2 separate regions of the Mus musculus genome follow, and region 2 is linked to region 1. The links are chromatin contacts, called in public ChIA-PET maps. All regions are on one chromosome and are shown on one strand. Each heading gives the region's core, a stretch centred on a gene start, on an enhancer-like site or on the middle of the called end of the contact. The rest is flanking DNA. Distances are from core to core; before and after follow the strand shown. Region 1 has its middle 41 kb from the start of Il7r. Region 2 overlaps Spef2 (sperm flagellar 2).

Region 1 (6,456 bases), core at 3,214-5,713:
GATGTGTAGTGCTAGGGATGTGTGTTTCTTCCGAAATGGGTGGGGGAGGAAAGGTGAGAAGAGGCACTGAAGAAGGTTCTACCAACAGACGATAGGTTTACGAACTACCGGGTATAGAATCAGATAAGGTGTCAAGGAAATTTAATCACTACAATGGTGATCACCTTTAAAATTGACTGATTTGAAGGGGGTGGGCTCATATCACCTTGGTCATTACTAAGGTGTCAGTCTTCACTGCCATTGCATTATTTGGAGGAACAATTGATCTGAGATCTCTCTACGTGATAATCAGCTTAGCAAGGCTCTCAAAACAGTAATAATAATGCTATTTAATAACTTAAAGACAGACCCTGTTTTGTTGTCATGGTGCACTATGATTTTTATCATAAAATATATACATATTTTGTTCTCTTAAAATTTTATTATTTGGGAATTTAATTCAGGAATATAATGTGTTTGGATCAAACCTACCCTTCTATTCCTTCTCCTTAAATGCCTCCCTTCCCCTTCCGCCCATCACATTTTCTATCCAACTTAATGTATTCCATTTTTCTGAATTGAATTCACTTGCTGTTGACAGCTTGTTCATGGCTATAAGGTTACATGCTGTACCATGGACAGCCTATTGGAACTACATTCAATGAAAGCAGATTGTCTTTCCTCAGCAGTTATTAGTTGACAATAATGGTAGGGATGGGGGCATTGAGAGTTCCTCCCCTACCCATGTTGGAATGTTGCTGGGTCGATCTTAAGAAGCTCTTGAGCAGATTTTGTTCTTGATGTTAATGAGTGTTTTTTTTTTTCAGTGCCAGTATGTGTAAACAGGCTTGTGTGCCCATGTATAATTTTATATCAATATAATAGTAAATTCTATTTTTGAATAATTTTTTCTATTTTGTGTTTGCCCTTGTACTCTCAATTTGTTCCTTAAATTTGGGATAATTACTTAGAGTGTATATTACACAGTTACACAGATTTGTGTGTGTGTGTATGTATGTATCTGTGTTCAGTTATGTGTGCATGAGTGTAGGTATCCAAGGAGGCCATTAGAGTTCTTGTACCAGGAATGAAACTAATTTTGAGCTACCTAGCATGCATGCTGAGAACTGAGCTCTAGTACTCTGTAAGAGCACATTCTTTAAAAAAAATATATTTATTTATTTACATTCCAAATGTTGCCCCCCTCCCCATTGAACCATCATGGCAGATCTCCTCCATATTTTTATATAGGAACATAGAATAATATGCAGATTCTGTATACATAAACAAATCTATGTAGTGCTAAACTAAGGCCAGTAATTGATGCTTCCCTAATCCTGAGCTTCGTATGTACTCAACAGTTTTATGTGTAAATTTCTCTAAGTAAGTTATTAGTTCTGTAGTTCAATAGCCCTTTTCTGTTTTATTAAAACACTACACTGCCATGTGTTACAAATATACTACAACTAATTCAATTATTTTTGTAATTGAGCTTTTATTTCCTAGTTACATAATTGTATACACACACACATATATATGTATATGTGTGTATATATATATATATATGTATATGTGTGTGTATATATATATATATATTTGGCCTTGAAATTTTCTGGTTTCTGCTTCTCAAGTGCTTGGGATAAGTTGTGAGCCATCACACACACCTTACTATATGTATACACCAAAAGGATCACAATTTAAATATGTAAAACATCAATGCTTATATCTATGTTTTTAAGTCTTCCCCTACATAGCAATACTAAATACAATTTCTGAGTAGACTTCAAGTATTTAATTTTAATAAATTTGTCATTTTGTTATTTTCTTGGTGTTGACTCTCACTTCAATCCTCTATGGGAGCAAATAAAAATATTCTAAATAGCATCCTAAGTGTAGTTTATGGACCAGACAGGCAGACAAGCAGGTCGAAGACAGACTTCTCTGAAACTGGAACCAGAGGGTATGATCCCCGGTGACTCAGATGTGCTTAACCCACTGAAAATCTTGTTTTCAATCACTTGCCATCGATTAAACTGGAGGTAGCGTCATCTACCATCCATCTCTAGAAGAACAGTTGCGGAACACAGCAGCAGGGGTTGGTACTGTGGTGGAAAGTACCAGTACTGGCAGACAAGCCTAGGATCAAAACAGCTTTGACATGGAATCCATGCACACATTTTTCTCCTTCAAGAAGAGCTCTGAGGCTGTATATGTAGCAGAAGATGACCTAGTCGGCCATCATTGCGAAGAAAGGCCCCTTGGTCTTGCAAACTTTATCTGCCCCAGTACAGGGGAAACACCAGGGCCAAGAAGTGGGAGTGGGTGGGTAGGGGAGCAGGGCGGTGGGAGGGTATAGGGAACTTACGGGATAGAATTTGAAATGTAGATAAAGAAAATATCTAATAAAGTAAAATTTAGAGAAGGAGGAGGAGGAGGAGAAGAAGAAGAGGAAGAACTCTGAAAATAGTTAAGTTTTCCTCTCAAGACTTCCTGGGAACGTGGTCCTCTCACACATTATTACCAATGCCATTACACCATTGTGCACCAGTCTAAGAGATGTGGTGCAAGTGGAACCATTTCCCAGCTCTGAATCTTAGTTTTTGGGGTTATGAGAATGCAGTGACATCAATGAGGGTTTATTTGACAGGGCACACTTGGTAAGGCAGACAGTGAGTCAGTGCCATTGGAAACTTTCAAACCCTTCTACGCAGTCCCATGGTTTGAATTATGACCATAAATCCACTGTTAAATGTGCAGTAGTGGGCCTTCTGGAAAAGTAAAAGCTACTAAGTTGACTTAGGTGCAGGGAGCTGACCAGCTGGTTTGAGATGCCTTGAAGATAGGATATAAAGTTAAATTTGTTGAGAGGGTGAGGTTTGATGACGTGAATAAACGTCTCTGACATTTTGGTTAGCTTTGGAGCCACTCACCATAATGCTGGTTCTTAGAAGTCTTCTTAGGTTGAGAATCCCTTACAGGAACTGAAAATGTGACTCAGAAGCTAGGGATCAGCTCCCAGTCCAACCTCAGGACTCAGAACTGCCTTCAACTACAGTTTCAATGGATCCAACACACTCTTTTCACCTCTGTAGCAACGTGTACACATGTTTGGATTCACACACATCACACACACAGACACACACACAGACACACGCACACACACACACTTAAATCTTAAAATGCCCCTTCTCTCCATCAGGAATGCAGTGCTGATTTCTTCTTTGTTGGCTTTTCATGAAGCCTAGGTTAAAAACATACAGAAATTTAATTGGACTCATTTGGTTCAATTCCACAAGTCTTTTAAACGTGGTTGTTCTAAGTGCCACCACTTTAAAACTGTGAATGGTCTTACTTTTAAAAGGAGATTTTCACATCCACCCACTTGCTCATGGGCAATGACCACCTAAAAGTGTTACCCAAGTATTTGAGAGTAAGAATATTGTCTTCATCGTTTCAAAGCAAGCCCTGCTGTCATGAGAGTACCTACTATTCCTTACTTTTCTTCTGATTTGCTCCTTTCTTCTGGTCACCCTCATTCTTGCTGGTAAAATCTGTCTCTGCTTTCTTCTAGCAGGTCCCTGTCTCTGGTGTGGCTAGAATGTGTGAGGGGGGAAGGACTCAGTCTCTCTTCCTTATCTGCCACTCTTTTGTAGAAGTACCAAGCATCAGATGTTAGGGAAATAGCATTTAGCATATACTTAAATTTTCTCTTTTTATGATGTTTTTTGAGATTATAACACAATTACATCAATTTCCTTTCCCTTTTCAAACTCTCCCATATACTCCTCCTAGCTCTCTTTAAATCCATGGAGTCTTTGTTACTGATTGTTTTTACATGCACATAACTGTAAACACAACCTACTCAGTCTGTATAATATTCCATACACACATACACGCACATATGCACACACACACACACACACACACACACACACACACACGTGTGTGCGTGCGTGTGTATGTGTGTGTGTGTGTGTTTGTGTGTTTCAGGGGTGACCATTTGGTACTGGATAACAAATTGCTGTTTTTCCTATGGAAGACTCTCTCTTCCTCTTCATTGCATTTCTTAGTTGCCTGTAGTTCTTTGTGTCAGATTTCTCTTTCCTGAGGCTATTAGCACAAGAAGGTTGTGGCAGAAGACAAATCCAAGTTGAAGAACACAGTGGCTGTAACTCTGCCAATGTACCTGACTGCTGGGTTCTGTCTGCTTTGTTCTATGCTCAGGATCCATTTTCTATAGGATGTTTGACTCCAGTTTATGACTTCTAAGTTCCAGAGTAGTGCTGAGGTTATGTTCCATCTATGGTGAAAAATCCAGGTTAGTGACAAACAACAGCTTGTTGTCTAGACGACACTGAACCATGGAACATCTGTGGGCTTCATGACTAAATGTCATCTGCTTGTTTCTTAAGGACAATCTAGGAACAGAAAGCTAGGAAGAAAACCCTCCTTGGCTTTGCCTAGGCCACTTCCTCCTGTTGTCTGGGGAGTTGAAAATAGAACTGAGGGCCATCTTGAGTGAAAGGAAGCAACAGTTACCATGTCGCAGGCAGATGGAGGAAGAACCATGTTCATTTTCAGTTTCAGTAATCACCATGTGAAACTCAACTCTAAGAGTCTTTGCTGTGGGATGCTGGAGGCTGGGTTGGGAAACAGGTAGAGAACAAGCAGACAGAAGGAGAACAAAGGGAAGTCTATGCACCTGCATTCCACAAAGCACAGTAAAGAAGGTTTTCAGAGAATGCATTTTAATTTTGCAAGTTTGATTTTACTTTGCAAAGAACAAAAGGCCATACTGGTGTCTGAAAACAAGGTGATTGCTGGGTATGGGGGTGGAGGTAGGTCACACTTTTGGACCATGCTTTCTAGACTCTTAAGAATTCCTGCAAGAGAAAGAGAAGTCTTTATGCTGTGGGGCTGCAGCCTATTTGGAAATGTCTTCCAGCTGTGGTTCCCACATCAACAGTCTGCTCAGAATTAATATCTAAATACCTATTTATTGTCATTTCAACTCCCTTATGCTATCTGTCATCATAGAAAGGGGACTGGCTGCAAAAATCTGAGCTGACTTTTCCATTTCAATTTATTCTTGTGGTTAAAATTGATGGGTAGGTAAAAGTGCATTGCTGAACATCCTCCTTTTGCTACCCACCTTGCAGGCAATTGTGTGATGCATCAAGAGATTGTGAAGTTTGTTTATGTGCTTATTCTCGTAGCCTGTCCTACTTTACCACGTCCAGGTTTCTTCAAGGCTCAACCTCGTCCCACGCAAGAGGCTCAATGTCTTTCTTCTACCCCTCTGTGTTTAGCATGTGCAGGCGATTAGGAAGCTGGCTATAAGAAGAGTTTTAGCTTTATCATTGATCTCGATGTACATCCTTAGACTTCCTGGGTTCAAATGCCTGGCAGTTGCAGACTAGTTAGTCATCATCCGGAGAAGACAGAAACCAATTATGTTATTTATACATGTTGTATATGTGTGCATTAAGTATAATATTCCTGCATATATGCAACCAGCCAAGAGGAAAATAGGAGATGGAGTGTACTAGTTAATCTGCTCAGTTCTGCCTCTGCCAGAGTGCTGCACTGCACTGATGAAAGAGACAATCTTGAATTCAGACTCCCAGAGAATGACATGTAAGGGGGCACAGGGCACTAGAGGGGTTAACAGTGATGGGGTATTGAGATTCTCAATGTGGAGACCAGTGGTTTGTAACTTACTTAAAATGATGTCCTCTGGAAAGTCTGACCATAGGAAAGTGACAAACCATAAGTCATGTAAAAGTCTCGTACACTATATTTATTTATTTTATGCAACGTTGGACCACATAGCATTATAAGACATTTGAATTAATCATTAACATTTAAAACCCAAGGGACTTTGCAAAATGTTCTGAATTTATTTTCAGCTAACATTTGGTAGTTGCCAGTTAACGTGTGCTCTGCCCCTTGTCATGCCAATAGCTAACCTTGTGCTATGGCCCTTTGCCAAGCTCTGTGACCTCCCTAGCTAACCTTGAGCATGAAGCCAATTGCTATTTATCATAAGGCTTGCTCTCCATTTTCAATTAAAGAACTTAAGGAGAGAGTGAACTATATCTTGTACTCCTTAAAAAAAATGGAAACGTTAGAAAAAAAAAAGACTAGGAAATCACTTTTAAAATATTTTGGGGGGAGTTATAATTACAATATTTATCCCTTTTCTTTCTCTCTCCAAACTCTCTTATATATTCCTTCTGCTCTCCTTCAAATCTATGGCCTCGTTTTTAATTGTTATTCCATGTACATATGACATATATGCATGTATATATATATATATCCTGTTAAATAATGTTACTTGTATGCATGTTTTCAGGGCTTCCCATTTGGCCATTGGTGTTCTCATCCTTGAGTAAGAACAACTCTCCTGCTCCCATCCTTCTTTAGTTGCCTATAGTTCTCTGTGAAGAGTTAAGCTTTTACCTATCCATTCTGTCA
Region 2 (7,347 bases), core at 4,631-7,130, 130 kb after region 1:
ATTGTATCTCCTAGGAATGTCAGAAATTACACCTATGCATAGAGTCTCACCAACCTGACTGCAGAAATGTGACCTACACAAGGATAACAGCAATGAACACTCAAAACTGGAAGGAGAAAATCCCATGAGGCCACAATCCATACAAAGAACTGTAGGCAACTAAGGGGAAGTCTGGGAATGGGAAATGTGGCCCTCCCCAGGGAAGAACACATCAATTGTCTATTGAGTACTAAATGGTCAGCATAGGAAACAAACATACAGGTAGCATTCGTTAAATGGACTGTAAAATTTATATTTAGCAATATGTTCACACATACACATTTATAAATGATTGAAAAATCATTACTAAGAAGTTGAAGGAAGATGATGTGCTCAATAGAAAATAACTTTATTTCAAATGATAAATCTAACTACAAATTGATGGTGGATGTACACAAGGGAGCTAGCTACACAGAGTGTTAGAAAAGTGTGAATCTTCAGAAAACCATACCTAGTATCTCATTAAATTAACACAAATATTAAATATTAGCCTAGTCACCCTTTTGTATAAGTGGGAGTATTGATTTTGGGACTGATTATAAATCATAAAAAGGGAAGCTGGTTTTCCTTATGGAAAAAAATTAAGTTTTGCGTGTCATTCATGAACATATTCTTTACCCCATATTCACCCCATATCCTTTATATCATCGCTGTATTACTTAAAATATCTATTATTGTGTAAATTCCACTGAAATGGGTTATTAAAATGTATTGTTTAGGGAATAACAACAGGATAAAATGGTCTTTATGTAAACCATTATTTGTTGGTTCATCTAAAGTGATCAGCTGACCCTGTGGGTGCAGAATCCAGGGATGTAGAAACTGTACTAAACTTACTCAATAAGGAACTGTTAGTAAGGTGTATATGTAAGATTAGACTGCTGGGGAGGAAGATGAGGAAGAAGAGGACTTTTCCAGTAAGAACCAGACTCTGGGTGTCATTTGGGATTTGGGAAGGTTACAAAGACACGATGAGGAATCATGGAGCCGTACTGTGCCCATACCGATGCCTATGCTGGAAAGGTTGGGAGAATCCCTGGTTGAGCTGCTACCACATCTACTAGGTAGCTCTTAAGTTCCTCTTCCACTTCCTTTGTTACCTACTGGGGATGACTGGTCATGATGCTGTCTTCTCTTAGCAGATGAATATTGTCTAGAAACATTATTTATTGGCTTATTTATTTTATTTATTGCATTATTTATTTATTCCTTTGCACGTAGCCATTCTACAAATAGAGCATGAGGATCGATGTTTACCTAGGACAGTATACATTCTTACAAACCTGAGCTCAAATGTGGATGTTGTCAGTTTTTTTTTTTTTTTTTAGGGAAAAAAGGCACAGACATCAATCAAGTATGTCAAAAACACAAATACTTTTGAAGATCTGCATTTACTTCTAGAAATAGAAATCTTGAGCAAATTTAGCAGTAACAAATATGGGCAACTAACTAGTCTATGATCTAAACCAAGATATAGTACCCTCCTGTATTTGTTGTAGACACATATTTTATGCGTGGTAATATTTATTTTTCCCATGTGTTGGAATATTTAGAAGAAGTTCTTCAGAAGAACAAAGTCCTCAAAATAGAGAACAATAACAGAAAAGTCAGTGTATCCAACAATCTGCAGGTACCTATTTTACCATGCAAGTAAAAGAACAAAGCTGTGGGTCAGGCATGGTGATTCCCCCAAAGGTTCTTTTATTGTTGAGAATTGGTTTTGCTATCCTGGGTTTTTTGTTATTCTAGATAAAGTTGAGAAGTTTCTATTTCTTTGAAGAATTGAGTTGGAATTTTGATGGGGATTGCATTGAATCTGTAGATTGCTTTTGGTAATCCATGAGCATGGGAGATCTTTCCAACTTCTGAGGTCTTCTTCAATTTCTTTCTTCAGAGACTTGAAGTTCTTGTAATACAGATCTTTTACTTGCTTGGTTATAGTTATGCCCAGATATTTTATGTTAGTTGTGATTATTGTGAAGGGTGTTGTTTTCCTAATTTCTTTCTCAGCCCATTTATCCTTTGAGTAGAAGAAAGCTATTGATTTGTTTGAATTAATTTTATATATAGCCACTTTGTTGAAGTTGGTTGACAGCTGTAGGAGTTCTCTGCTAGAAATTCTGGGATCTCTGATGTGTACCATTATATCTACAAATAGTTTTATCTTGACTTCATCCTTTTCAATTTGTATCCAGTTGAACCCTTTTTTTTTTTTTTTTTTTTTTTGCTTTGGCTAGAACTTCAAGTACTACATTGAATAAGTACGGAGAGTGGGCAACCTTGTCTTGTCCCTGACTTTAGTGGGATTACTTCCAGTTTCTCCCCATTTAATTTGATGTTGGTGCTGTTGGTTTCCTGCATATTGCTTTTATTATATTTAGGTATGGGCCTTGAATGCCTTATCTTTCCAAGACTTTTAACATGAAGGGGAGTTGTATATTGTCAAAGGCTTTCTCGCCATTGATATTCATAAGGGATATTGGTCTGAATTTCTCTTTGTTGGCTCATTGTATGATTTAGGTATCAACATAACTGAGGCTTCATAGAATGAATTAGGTAGTGTTCTTTCTGTTTCTATTTTGCAAAATAGTTTAAGAAGTATTGGTATTAGGTCTTCTGTGAAGATCTGATAGAATTCTGCATTAAAAACATCTGGCCCTGGCTTTTTTTTTTTTTTTTTTTTTTTTTTTTTTTTTTTTTTTTGGTTGGGAGACATTTAATGACTGCTTCTATTTCCTTATGGGTTATGGATTGTTTAGATAGCTTATCTGTTCCTGATATAACTTTGGTTTGTTGTATTTGTCTAGAAAGCCATCTATTTCATATAGATTTTTCAGTTTTGTTGAGTATAGGCTTTTGTAGTAGCATCAGACAACTTTTTTTTTTTTGGATTTCCTCGGTTTTAGTTGTTATATCTCCCTTTTCATTTCTGATTTTGTTAATTTGGATACTGTCTCCTTGCCCTTTAGTTAGTTTGGAAAATGGTTTATCTAGCTTGTTGATTTTCCCAAAGAACCAGCTTTTGGTTTTGTTGATTCTTTGTATCATTCTAGTTGTTTCTAATTGGTTGGTTTCAACCCTGAGTTTGACTATTTCCTGCCCTCTACTCCTCTTTGGTGTGTTTGCTTGTTTCTGTACTAGAACTTTCAAGTATGATGTTAAGTTGCTACTATGGAATCTCTGGATGAATCACCATCCCTGATCTCAAGCTGTACTACAGAGCAATTGTGACAAAAACAAACAAACAAACAAACAAACAAACAAACAAAAACATGGTATTGGTACAGAAACAGACAGGTAGATCAACGGAATAGAATTGAAGATGCAGAAATGAAACCCACATACCTATGGTCACTTGAACTTTGACAAAGAAGCAAAAACCATACAGTGGAAAAAAGAGAGCACTTTCAACAAATGGAAATGGCTCAACTGTAGAAGAATTCAAATTGATCCATTTGTATCTCCTTGTAAAAAGCTTAAGTTCAAGTGGATCAAAGACCTCTACATAAAACCAGATACACTGAATACAATACAAGAGAAAGTGGGAAAGAACCTTCAAAACAGGGGAAATTTTTCTGAACAGAACACAAATAGCTCAGGCTCTAAGATCAACAATTGACAAATGGGACCCCATGAAACCTAAAAGCTTCTGTAAGGCAAAGGACATTGTCAATAGGACCAAATGGCAACCTACAGATTGGGAAAAGATCTTTACCAACCCTACATATGATATAAGGCGAATATACAAAATATACAAAGATCTCAAGAAGTTAGACTTCAGAAAATCAAATAACCCAATTAAAAATGGGGTACAGAGTTAAACAGAGAATTTTCAAATGATGAATTTTGAATGGCCAAGAAGCACCTAAAGAAATGTTCAACATCCTTAGTCATCAGGGAAATGATAATCAAAATGATCCTGAGGTCTACCCCAATCAGAATGGCCAAGATAAAAATCTCAGGCAACAGCAGATGCTGGCAAGGATGTGGAGAAAGAGGAACACTCCTCCTTTTTCAGTGAAATTGCAAGCTCGTACAACCACTTTGGAAATCATTCTGGAGGTTCCTCCAAAAATTGGAAACTTTTCTATCTGAAGGTCTAGCTATACCACTATTGGGCATATACCAGAAGATGCTCCAATATCTAACAAAGACATGTGCTTTACTATGTTCATAGCAGCCTAATTTATAATAACCAGAATCTGGAAACAACCCAGATGTCCCTCAATGGAAGAATGGATACAGAAAATGTGGTACATTTACACGATGGAGTACTACTCAGCTATTAAAAAGGATGACTTCATGGCTTTTGCAGACAAATGGATGGAACAAGAAAATATCATCCTGAGTGAGATAACCCAAACCCAGAAGGACATACATGGTATGAACTCACTGATAAGTGGATAGTAGCCTAAAACTCAGAATACCCACTGTACAACTCACAGACTATTTGAAGCTTAATAAGAAGGAAGGTCAAAGTGTGGGTGCTCCAATTTCACTTAGAAGGGGGAACAAAATAATCACAGGAGGCATGGGGAAGGAAGGGCCTGACTGAGGGCGGCAAGGAGGGAAAGGCAGAAGGTTGGGGGAGGGGAGGGAAGGAAGGATGATCATGTATGGGGAATTAAAACAGGAGAAAAGTCCAGAGGGTCAGGAGAATAAATAGAACTATGTATCAGGGGAGGGGCACAGACCACTAGAAAATCCCAGATGCCAGGGATGCAAGAGGCTCCCAAGACCCAATGGGGTTGACATTAGCTGAAATATCCAACAGTGGGGAGATAGAACCTTAACAGAACACCTCCAATAGATAGACATGGCCCCCAGTTGAAGGATGGGGCCATCTACTCATTTCAAAATCATTTACCCAGAATTGTTGCTGTCTAAAGGAAACACAGGGACAAAAAGTGGAGCAGAGACTGAAGGAAAGGCCATCCAGTGACTGCCCCACCTTGGGATCCATTCCATCTGCAGATACTAAACCCTAACACTATTGCTGGTGTCAAGAAGTACTTACAGAGAGAAGCCTGGTATAGCTGTCCTCTGAGAGGTTCTACCAGTACCTGACCAATACAGATACAGATACTCACAGCCAGCCATCGGACTGAGCACAGGAACCCCAGTGGAGGAGTTGGGGGAAGGACTGAAGGAACTGAAGAGGATACAACCCCATAGGAAGAACAACAATATCAACTAACTAGACCCCCCCCCAGAGCTCCCATGGACGAAACCCACCAACCAAACAGTAAACATGAGTGAGTCCATGGCTTCCATTACATCTGTAGCAAAGGATAGCCTTGTCTGGCATCAGTGGGAGGAGAGGAGCTTGGTCCTGTAGAGGATTGATGACCCCGTGAAGGGGGATGTTAGATGGTTGAGATGGGAGTGGGTGGGAGGGTGGGGGAGCACCCTCTTAGAGGCAAAGTGGAGGAGGGATGGAGTTTTCAAAAGGGAGACTGGGAAGGGGAACAATATTTGAAATGTAAATACATTAAATAATTAATAAAAAGAACCATACACATGCATAAGGAAATTGTAAGGGACTTTTTATTTCTAACAAACAAACAAACAAACAAACATCAATAACAACAAAACCAAGGGAAAACAGCAAACAAAACTCAGCAAAGATGCTGCACAAAAAGAAGTGCACTGGGCTGACAGTAACAAACTCCTAACAAAAGTCAACAATTTCCTGCCAAAGAAGTATGCCATGGGCCCCAGGATGTGGGTAAGACAAGTGTGTTCCTGTGGTAATCATTTCCCAAACAAGAAATATAGTTAGAAACACAGAGCTTGGTTCAGTTGTGGCCTAACAAGTCTCCTGATTTATGAGAAAAAGAACAGAGTACACTAAACTGTTTTGAGGAACAAGTACTGAGTTGTGAATCAGCTAAAGCTGTCAGATGGTTCAGCTTTAGTCAGACAGCAATGGTTTCTTAATTGATGATGGAAAGAAATAGCTTAACATAGTTTGATATTTATCAAAAACATCTTTTCTCACTGGACTTTACTATACACACACACACACACACACACACACACGCACACACACACACTAGTTGTGGTGAGGGTAGTATTCCACAGCCACAGTAAATAAAAATCTATATGTAGCTCTTAAGGTTTTAGTCAGTTAAAAAATAAATAATAATCCTATCAAGGATATAAATACACTGTCATTTCATTAGAACAAGATGGGCGTGGTGCGTGCCTTTAATCCCAGCACTTGGGAGGCAGAGGCAGGTGAATTTCTGAGTTCAAGGCCAGCCTGGTCTACAGAGTGAGCTCCAGGACAGCCAGGGCTACAGAGAGAAACCCTGTCTCGGAAAAACAAACAAACAAACAAACAAACAAACAAACACCTATAAGGTTGCAGACCCCTTTAGCTCCTCCATTGGGGGCACTGTGATCCATCCAATAGCTGACTGTGAGCATCCACTTCTGTGTTTGCTAGGCCCTGGCATAGCCTCACAAGAGACAGCTATATCTGGGTCCTTTCAGCAAAATCTTGGTAGTGTATGCAATGGTTTCAGCGTTTGGAGGCTGATCAGGGGATTGGGGGGAGGAGAAATGGGGGACTTTTGGGATAGTATTGGAAATGTAAAATGAAGAAAATACCTAATTAAAAAAAGGAAAAAAAAAACAAGCAACAAAACAAAACAACAAAAAAAAAGAAAGGAAGAAAGAAAGGAAGGAAGGAAGGAAGGAAGGAAGGAAGGAAGGAAAGAAGGAAGAAGGAAGGAAGGAAGGAAGGAAGGAAAGAAAGAAAGAAAGAAAGAAAGAAAGAAAGAAAGAAAGAAAGAAAGAAAGAAAGAAAGAAAGAGACAAGATGTACATTTGGTTCCCCATAAGCATGTATAGTTTTCTTAACTTTACTGCAGTCTTAAATTCCTTGGATATCTACACGTCAGTGTTGTTTTGCCCACTGCCCTGGTCATTGCCATGAACTCCTTTTATGTGTCCATCCTCATAATTAATGCCTATCATCTATTCAATGACTGTCAGTGATGCACTAATCCCCTTTCATTCATTCCTATTTTCATTGTGTATTTGCTAACCTAGAAGCTAGCGATACTTGAAACCATAAGTGTTCCCATTCTGCACTCCATGGCTGTACCATTTTACCCAGAATCTGCATTCAAGAACACTGCTTTTATATCTTCAATTCTATGGGTGAAATGAAGTGTGACGGGGAGAGTTGGGGGATAAAATTAGTATGTATTGCTTTAATCTAATGCATAGTCCATTGGGCTACATATTTAACCTTTACCATCTAAAATGAACTTAATAAAGACAAAATAAGTTCATCAA

The links. ChIA-PET counts read pairs in DNA pulled down with a chosen protein or histone mark.
Region 2: a contact with region 1 is called in an RNA polymerase II ChIA-PET map of memory CD8 T cells, with 267 read pairs. The contact joins two enhancer-like sites. A contact is called at or near these places in 5 of 484 Hi-C or Micro-C datasets (CD4 T cells, CD8 T cells, Th1 cells and 1 more) and 4 of 115 datasets of contacts at active chromatin or transcription factors (CD8 T cells, effector CD8 T cells and memory CD8 T cells).

Annotation. Positions count from the first base shown.
Region 1 is chr15:9,567,603-9,574,058 of GRCm38.p6, forward strand. No RefSeq gene overlaps it. Among named protein-coding and RNA genes, the nearest start is that of Il7r, 41 kb to the left of the region's middle. Within about 2 kb of position 4,464, at least 31 of the 459 cell types and tissues checked have an H3K27ac peak or open chromatin away from gene starts, as enhancers often do. A contact at or near this core is called in Th1 cells and memory CD8 T cells, where this site is marked.
Region 2 is chr15:9,696,246-9,703,592 of GRCm38.p6, forward strand. The region is part of intron 10 of Spef2 (sperm flagellar 2); the gene reads right to left. Among named protein-coding and RNA genes, the nearest start is that of Spef2, 49 kb to the right of the region's middle. Within about 2 kb of position 5,881, at least 44 of the 459 cell types and tissues checked have an H3K27ac peak or open chromatin away from gene starts, as enhancers often do. A contact at or near this core is called in Th1 cells and memory CD8 T cells, where this site is marked.